Linked DNA regions of Gossypium hirsutum: region 1 is linked to region 2. The links are chromatin contacts, called in public Hi-C maps. All regions are on one chromosome and are shown on one strand. Each heading gives the region's core, a stretch centred on a gene start, on an enhancer-like site or on the middle of the called end of the contact. The rest is flanking DNA. Distances are from core to core; before and after follow the strand shown. Region 1 has its middle 16 kb from the start of LOC121213941. Region 2 holds the start of LOC107921588 (lipase).

Region 1 (4,664 bases), core at 741-3,240, 85 kb after region 2:
ATACGAAAAAAATAAAAATAAAAAATTTGGGTGCTGGCCTGTCAATGGTCGGCACCCAGTACAATTTTAAAAAAAAAGTTCTTTTTTTTTCGTTTCAAAATCAGATATCAGTATACGAAAAAAGTGACAGGCCAGCACCCAGTACAATTTCAAAAAAAAATTCTTTTTTTTTCGTGTCAGAATTAGATATTAGTCATAACTTTTTTATTGTGTAGTATTACTAATATCTGATTTTGACACGAAAAAAAAAAGAAAAAAAAATTTTGAAATTGTACTGGGTGCCAGCCATTGACAGGCCAACACCAAAAAATTTTTTTTTTACTTTTTTCGTATACTTATATCTGATTCTGACACGAAAAAAAAATTTTGAAAGTATACTAGGTGCCAGCCATTGACAAGCCAGCATCAAAAAAAAATTTTCCTTTTTCTTTTTTTTCTTTTTCGTATATCAGTATTATACAATTTTTTAAAAAAATACATGGGTTCCGGCCATTGACAGGCCAAAACCCAAAAAATTAATTTTTTAAGTCTGACACAATTATTAGGCAATCATGGTTACAAAAAACGAGTGGGTAAACCCAAAGAATTAATTTTTTTAAGTCTGACATAATTACTAGGCAATCATGGGTGCAAAAAACGAGTAGATACTGTTAATTTTAGGTTATTTTGGTGATTGTTTTTAAACCTAAATTATTTTTATAAATATAATATTTTTTGGACTATTTTGATAAAATAGCCGAAGCTTGTTTTTTTATCCCAAACACCCTCAAATACTCTATGAAGTTTCTAAATGACTTTAAATTGTTTTAAAGCTTTCCGAATGAACTTATCTTTAACTTAATGATTTTATTAAATTGTTTTCAAGTTTAATTTCTTTAATATTCGTGGGATTTTTTATAAGCGCATGTTCTGTAATATATTTTATTCATACTGAACATCAAGACTGGTAATGAGTGTTATACTAAAATTTTTAATTTTTAACTTCAACAAAAATGCTTTTGGTTTATATTACTTTTTATCCTAATTAAAAAGGTCTAGCATATCTTTTACTTTACAATATAATGTCTAAATGAACATTTACCTTCTTAGAAGCATTTATTTATAACAATTATAAATATTATCAAACTTTTAAAAAAAATTGCACTTTTCTAATAACTGACCTTAGTTTCTTCATTTATATGGTTTAAAAGCCAAACTTTAGTGAAACACATTAAACTCCTTGCAATGGTTTTTTCCATAATTCCTTGCCAATTAAATTTACAAATAATAGTATGTTAAATTTTGAATGAATTTAAATGAAGATGCATTTACCTGTAATTAATATAAAATAATAATAAATTAAATATTATAATAATATTATAATATAAAATAAAAAATAAACTTAAAGCGCTACATTATATCTCACATTTCATCTAAACTCACCTTTTTGCTAAAATTTAAAAGATGATGTTGAATAATGATAGTACGGCATGGCCATGGCTCTATATCTCACAGATCTCTACATATTCATATATACGCCAACCAGCTGCAGCTGAGAGACAGATAAGGAAAAAAGCTCTCACATCTGCAGTAGCTCTTTTTGGACAATCTGACCTTTTCAGATTTCAGAGATTAGATGTTTAAAAGCGAGAAGCATGTAATGTAATTAATGTAGTGGAAGGTTTACGGGCTAGCTATCTCTTTTTTATTTTTGATCCTTCTGAATTCCATGAGAGAAGAGAGGGAGTAAGAGTTTTATATGTGCGCGTGTATCACTAGAAGGCAGTGGGACCGGAGAGGCAGTTTTGATACTGGTCTAATCGAAAGATTTTTTAGGTGGATCGCCAAACTGTGGAAGAGACAAGTGGGGTAAGCAGCGAATTTAATAGACTTAATTAAAGCTTTTGTTATAATTACTAATATTATTTTGTCGTTGCTGTTGAAAAGGAGCCATGGCTCTGACCGGTCGCTTTCACTACATGCTACTTGTCAGATTTTGCCTGAAGAATTAAAGGTTGCTGTGCAGTGATAGTTGCCACGCGTTGCACACGATCCCGACTACCAAAAGTGGTGATTATATGTGTGTTGAGCTTTTCCAAGTGTTGTGGTACATGTCTAGGTTATTACCAGACCTGTAGAGTTGCCTGCTTATTTTTGGATCTCGAAAAGGAGTGTGTATGTGACAGAGAGAGAGAGAGAGAGAGAGAGAGAGAGAGACAGAGTTTGTTTCTTGGCTTCTTCATTGCACGGTTTAGAGCAGGATACATTAAGCATTCAAGTTTTTATTAGTACTATCCTTTATTAAAATAAGTGATAAAAGAAGTTTGGTATTCTCATAAATAATATTGTGTTTAAAAATTTTCAAGTTTAAATATTATAAATAAAAAAATAAATGGAGAGAACACTCGTTTTATTGGTTGTTCCATTCCATTCTAAGAATTCAACATCTCGCTTATTAGTCTAGAATGTTTATTATATTTTTAAAGTTTTGGAGAATTGATTCACAAATCATGCCTACAAATCATGCATATGTGATAATTTAAATGGGTATCTATGTGAGTGTATAAGTTTGAGATTATATTTTATTAAAAAAATTCTGTCAAAATAATCAAACCTAATATAATTATTGATTATCGAAATACCTTTAACAATATATATATAAATTTTACTAACAAGGAAATTTTTATTTTACAGTAATTATTGGTGTGATATTTTAGTTTGAGTTGTATTTTTTAAATATGAAAAGTAAAAAATTTAACTTTCTAAATACATGGATTAAATTCTAAATTTATAAAAACATAACAATCTATTTTCTATTTTACTATTATATTATTATTTATTATTATTTCAACCCTTAATATACCTTTCTATTAATGATTCACTATAATTGTTGCTACAATTATTTAGTTTTAATTTTTGTATAGATATATTCGTATACGTATTGTATCGACTTAAATTAATCTACACCAACATATTTGATTTTTCAAATTCTTAAAATAAATTCACTTATTTAGTTCTTTAAATCAATTTCTAATACTTTTTTCTCTCATAAATATTTTTATATATTTATATAAATGTCACTGAGATATATTTTCATATATATATAATATTATATTAGAGACTTTTAAATATATCTATAAAATAATCGTAAATTTAAAATATATATTCACTATTCAGTAAATTGTAGGTGGGTTTAAATGGACGATTGGTGCGGTATATTTTACTTACTCTTTATCTCATGTTACAATATTTAATTTTTATTGTCACCGTTATTTTTATACTAATTATAAGCAAACGCATCTCCATCCAAACTACCATATATATAAATATCCAATTGTGTAAAAATAATTTGGGGGGGGGGGACTAATTGTTTCTATTCTTATGTTTAAAATCATTTAATTATTCAAAGTACAACTACTGTAGAATAATATATTTTGATCAAATGTAAGGAAATATATTGTGAGCAGCAGGGTGTAAGTGTAAAAAGGGTTTGGGGTCTGACAGAATCTCTTATTATCGTTAGAAAATCTTTGTTTCTCATAATTTATTTTGCTTTTCTGGTTGGCATCTCCACCCGGGGCCAGCCCCTGATATAAACAACACTTTCCCGTCTCCACTCTCCTCATTTACTCTCTCTAATGTATCGTCTTTATATTTCTTAGGCTTATCAGTACCGTATATTAGTATGTGCTCACAAATTGTTTGGTAAACGTACAATATAATCTCTAACTCAATTTATTGAATTTCTTTAATAATTTTAAAATTTTATATTTACTTGTAAACATATTTTATATGTATGCAATTGAAACATATTTGTAATTATATGTATATAATATATATTATTATGAAATTAAAAATTATATTGTATATATGAAAAATATTTTTAAAAATCATCTCAGAAAGATATATTAAAACACAACTTTGATACATTTTGGTCGGGGGTAGAGTTAAAAAATTTGAATTATGGGTTAATTTTTTAAAAATTAAAATGTTTATAAAATACATAAACTAATGCATAATACTAATAGTGAATGAATCAATGTATTTAGTTAAATGTAAGAATATTACAAAATTATTAAAAAAATAACTAAAAGAAAATGTTGATGTGGATTTTAAAGAATTATTAACATTATGAGAATTCTTTTTTAAATTCATGTCATTACAATGTTATTTTTGTTACATTGCTATCAAGTGTGCATTTTTTTAAAAAAAAATAAATCAAAATGTCACACAAGTGAATTTAACAGAAAAATTTATATATAAAAAAGGAATGTCCATGCATTCCTCAATCTGACACATGTCCAAATAAACTGCCTTTTTATTACGGAAAGATTTGTATGCAATATTGTGAGATAATCTATTTTAGGAAATATATAATATATTGTAGGAAGTCAAGGAAGAATAGGAGTAGTTTTCCTATTTCGATCCTTCGTGAGATATGGCATGTATATGTATTCTCTTATGTTGATGAATTCCTATTGTTACCCTAATATTGTCATGGTATCATAGCCAAAACCTAAAATACCACAAACCAAATTTAGATGAGCACACCATCATCGTAGTCAAACAAGATTGAGGCTAATTCACCGTTTTTTCTCGGTCCGCAGGACCATCCAAGAGGTTTCATCACTCCAGTGTGTCTCCGTCTTGATAATTTCGATGATTAACATACGCTATTCGTGTGG
Region 2 (4,691 bases), core at 1,555-4,054:
TGTAAGGAATAAAACATAAAAGGAGAATGAATGTCTTCCAAAATACATCTAAGAAAACAAGAGTGATACATAAACTACATCTTGTGATGTCCCTCATAAAACTACAAAGGAGTGAAAGTGGTAAGAGGAAAAACAAAAATGAGAAGGAAATAATTTACATTGACAGCAGGGGAGTAAGGTCGGGGGGGGGGTTATGATGGATTTTCTCTACCAACTGCAAACATTGAATTAGTAAATAAGAGGGTGCTAAGACTATTATTTAGGGAGCTTGATTGGGTAATGTTTGTGGAGTCTTTCTAAACACATGCTTTCTGCAACGCTCAAATATGCTGTCATATATCAGATCAAATTGGACGCCTGCTCTTTCCCTATTCACTATGAACAATATGTGATCTGCCTCTACAATCTTGTAATACCTGCATTAAATAATATAAAATAGTATTATTAACTTAATACCACTAATTGGTTCACGTGCATGGAATATAGACCCTATCTCATCATGTGGAAACCACTTTATCCAATGAAAGCAAGTTGTTAAAAAAGAAACATATTATAATGGGAAGTTAATGATTGATAATGGAATAGGAATGAATAATTATAATACTAACCATATGCCTGGCTGCAAAGGCAGGCAATCAGAATCATTGACAACCAAACGGCTTGGGTGCTCAATTGGGAGACGTGGATGAGTCATTGATATTGTGTTCAGAGCTCCATCATTCTCCTGCCAATCCTCATCCCTGCAAGTACTCATTTTTTTAAGGCATCACTACTCTATAATCATTGTTATCTTAAAACCATGATTTCAAATCAATGTTAAAACTTGTAATTTTTAGAAATGTTAATGTAACAATATAATGTGGTATAGAGCGCACCTGTAGCCTTTGTAAGGGGGAGGAACATCAGGCGGATGACGCCATTGGCTCATCTGTAGTACTCGTATAAAAAGCAATGGGTGTATACCAAGAATGCCGGAAGGGACTGTTACGCCCAGGATCTTGGTTGTACGCTTGGTTGCGTAGCTGAAATAGAATGTATTGGGAAAGGTTTGGAGATGGCTATTCATTCCCATTGACCCTTGAATTGTAAGATCAGTAAGGATCCAATCTCCTGTAGCAAACGGCCCTGCATTCCCCAACAGGCATTCAACTAGACCCCAAGCACCCAATTTTTTCCTTGACATGTTGAAATGATCAAACCCGAAATTGTAATAATCCTTTAGCCACGGGATATCTAACCAATCATAAATTATAACTCCAATCCGACATAGTTGAAGCAGACTTAGAGGTTTCATCGTTTTCCCATCGTCTGGCCTGAAAATCACACCAACCAACATGTGTTATCACCTGCAACTTAATACTACCAATGATTAAAAGCTTTGAAGCCAAAGAAGATGGTGTAAAGGGAACCTACTGCATGCCGTCGAAATAAGTTCTAGTAGTGCCATTGAAAGCCCCCGATAAGGATGTTATGCTTAAAACCCAGTTCTCAGAGGTATCCTCGTATCCTTTGAATTTCTGGGGAGAAAAAACATACAATGAGTAGAATAAAGTGGATGAAGGATTGTTCTTCATATGAATGGGAAATTTACATACCTTATCAGCAAGCATCTGCTGCAAGACACGCACGACCTGTGCACCAGCCGAATGGCCAACAAAGTGAATAGGGTGATCTTCATCCCATTGAGGGTAATTCCCTGCATCACAGTAATCGAATGCAGTTTCGTCCATTTAAAACAGAGACACAGAGCAATCATAGTCAAATAAAAATCTGGGAAACTTAATGCTTGCCTTGTTCATAAGTTCGTCCAAACTGCGAGTGCCCATAAGCCTTGCTATGTTCTTCACCATAATCAACTTGTCCTCCTTTCAAATAATAGAACAATTCACGCGCCCTGAAACCAATCAAATCCCATATGAAAAACACAAAAAAAAAAGCAAAACCAAATGGCAGGAATTCATGGTATAAGAGGCCAACCTATCGTATATGCCGGTAAGAGATCCCAAATCAGGCACAAGAACTCTCTCATCTTTCTTCTCTGCCCCAGCAAAATATGAAAAACCTCCTAATTTCTGCCAAATAATAGATAAAAGATCTAGCTTAAAACTAGAATCCCATATTAATGAATATTGGGGGGGGGGGAGGGAGGGGTGGGAAGGAATGACGAAGAGATCAATAAAAGCATACTCCTTTGCCAAATCCAAAAATGCCATGAACCAATACAATAGGAGGCAGATCATCAACATTGGTCCCACTGGGATCCTCGCTTTTGACCTCTATATTTGCATTAGGCTTAAAAAAGCGATCAGTTAAAGCCTGGGAAAGATCTCCAGCAACGGCCGTGCTAAAGATATACAACCCATATAGCACATGCACCAAAGAACTAACAAGCAGCTCCGCTAATTGCAAAGCATATATCCACCATCTTAACATCTTCTAAAAGTCCCCCACCTCCTCCAAAAGAGCCTCCTCCTTTACAACACAATAATAGAAAGAAAAAGAAAGAAAGAAAGAAAAAAGAAGGCTCTCTCTCTCCTGAATAGAAGATTGTAAAGAAAAGAGGCTAAAACCCTTCAATGATATAAGGTAGTACCATAGAAGGGGGCAGATGGAAACAGGCTGTGCCAAGTTTTTTTTGCTTTGCTTTGTTTGTTTGTATGTTTTGGTTTTTCTGTTTCTATTGTTGTCACTGCATTCATCGGGCTTTCAGTTTCTAACTTTGAAAATGGTTTTTTCCCACAAATTCCTCGATTCCAAATATACCAAAGTAACCAATGAAGAGCCATTACAGATGCCATATGTCCTAAAGGCAACCCCATCCATCCCCCCTATCCCTACCCCCTCCCAAATTGTGCACATTATCTCCTTTCCACGGTTGGAGTAAAAGGGTCCCACTAAATTATGGGAAAGATAAAGATAGAATATTAAATCCTTTCCATTTAAAGAAAGCCCCCTAAATCTCTCTCTCACATCCTATTTTTCTTTATAAATTTAGAAAACCCAAAAACACGGATGCGTTGAGAATTTTGGATCTGAGAGAGACGTTTTGTTTGACCTTCAAAAACAACAAGAAACCATTTTTACTTTCCAAAAGGAAAAAACCCATTTTTACACAAGTTTTGATTTTTTAGTTAAATTAATATTTCTAGGCGATTGTTGCCAGGACAGACAGTGGCAGGGTGTGCTGGAGCCCAGCTGGAAGTCAATCCCTTATCCAATCCTGGTTTTTAATTTGTTCATCGCTGTCGATCACGCAACTTTTTTACTCTATTTACAACAATATGCATTGTCATGGATATTATTTTATTTAAGTTTTAATTAATGTTAATAACACTAAAAACTATGACACACGTGACTTTGGTACAGAATCATGTAAAATATTAGCGTGTAATCATGACAAAAATAATGTAAAATTAGATTGCGGCACACGGGAAAGAAGTAAAAGTAGACTATTTATATAATCTTGTTTTGTTTTTTTCTTCTCAATTAAAGACACTAATTTCATTAAGAATTTTATAATTAGTATAAATGCTTAAACTGTATACAATTTATCTTGTTTCATCAAATAAATTCATTTGAATTACAAGATTAAGGAAAAACTAGAATCTTTTGCCCGTTTTCGTTAGATTCAATTTTTTAATTATAACTGTATTTTAATTATTTATTAAATTTATAATATAAACTAGATGCTAAACTTTAACAAAGTAGAGAGGTTAATATTAAAATTTTACCATTATCTTATAGGTAAAACAAAAGACACGCAGAATCACTTAAAGGCCTTTTTTTAAAAAATATAAATAATTAATCAGATTCTAAATATTAAGGTATCAAACTATGTTAAAAAAATAAAGTATAAAGATAAATTTTAAATTCCAATATAAAATATGGACCAAAATTAAAATTTGAACATTTTTATTAAATTTTTTGAGCAGTTATTAATTTAAATCGGTTCCATTACTCCATATCATCTTTTCAGTCAATTCTTGTTACTTTGTTTATATCTAGAATTTATTATCCTAATTTCATAACTTGATCATTTTTTTCCCAAGTTTTGAAGATTCTTTAAACCCTTGTTGCCGCAAGTTTTTTTTTTTATTTACAATAAATGTAAAATCCATTCGGTTTTCACGAGGATTATTCTTCTATCTTTGATTCTTGTTGAAGTTTATTTATATTACTGCTTATCTATTTATGATCCGTACGAATAAAAGATGTTATCAATAGTCAATACATATAGTTAACACTTATAATTTGTTCTTCAATAAAATTCACCAAATCAAGTTTGAGGTAATTACAATGTTTGAAAATATTTTAAAAGTATTTCAATTCAATACGAAGATGTTTGGTGGTGTTGGAAATATAAAACTGGCCTTCTATGAATTAAAGCGACTCACAAAAAAAAAAAACAATTAGTGCAGTGCAACAAGTCTTGATACTTGGTCTTTAGGTATCAAGATTTGACCCTTTTAATGTAGCTTTTTAGCTATTAATATGCAAGTATTCGTACTTAGTCCCCAAGTATCAAAACCAGAGGTTGAGTAAAAACTAAGTCTACTAACTTGTAAATTTTGATACTTAAGTGTCATGTCTTAAGATTTGAAGTAGGGGATCAAAATCTTAAGTTTAAAACACTTAAAAAGAATCATTTCAAAGCTCAATCAACCATACAAACACATGCCACACCAATAGAT

What was found. A called contact is a pair of places that touch in the nucleus more often than the background predicts.
Region 1: a Hi-C map of hypocotyl shows a contact between it and region 2, with 3 times the contacts expected there. The contact joins the enhancer-like site here to the promoter of LOC107921588 in region 2. A contact is called at or near these places in 6 of 34 Hi-C or Micro-C datasets (hypocotyl, leaf and seedling).

What each region holds. Positions count from the first base shown.
Region 1 is chrD01:51,681,006-51,685,669 of Gossypium_hirsutum_v2.1, forward strand. No RefSeq gene overlaps it. Among protein-coding and RNA genes, the nearest start is that of LOC121213941, 16 kb to the left of the region's middle. Within about 2 kb of position 1,991, at least 3 of the 9 cell types and tissues checked have an H3K27ac peak or open chromatin away from gene starts, as enhancers often do. A contact at or near this core is called in hypocotyl and leaf, where this site is marked.
Region 2 is chrD01:51,594,978-51,599,668 of Gossypium_hirsutum_v2.1, forward strand. It overlaps LOC107921588 (lipase), which reads right to left and starts at 2,805. Exons shown (of 8, transcript XM_041087384.1): 1 at 2,188-2,805; 2 at 1,978-2,072; 3 at 1,791-1,894; 4 at 1,596-1,696; 5 at 1,414-1,517; 6 at 876-1,313; 7 at 609-740; 8 at 28-416. The coding sequence starts at 2,433. The coding sequence ends at 260.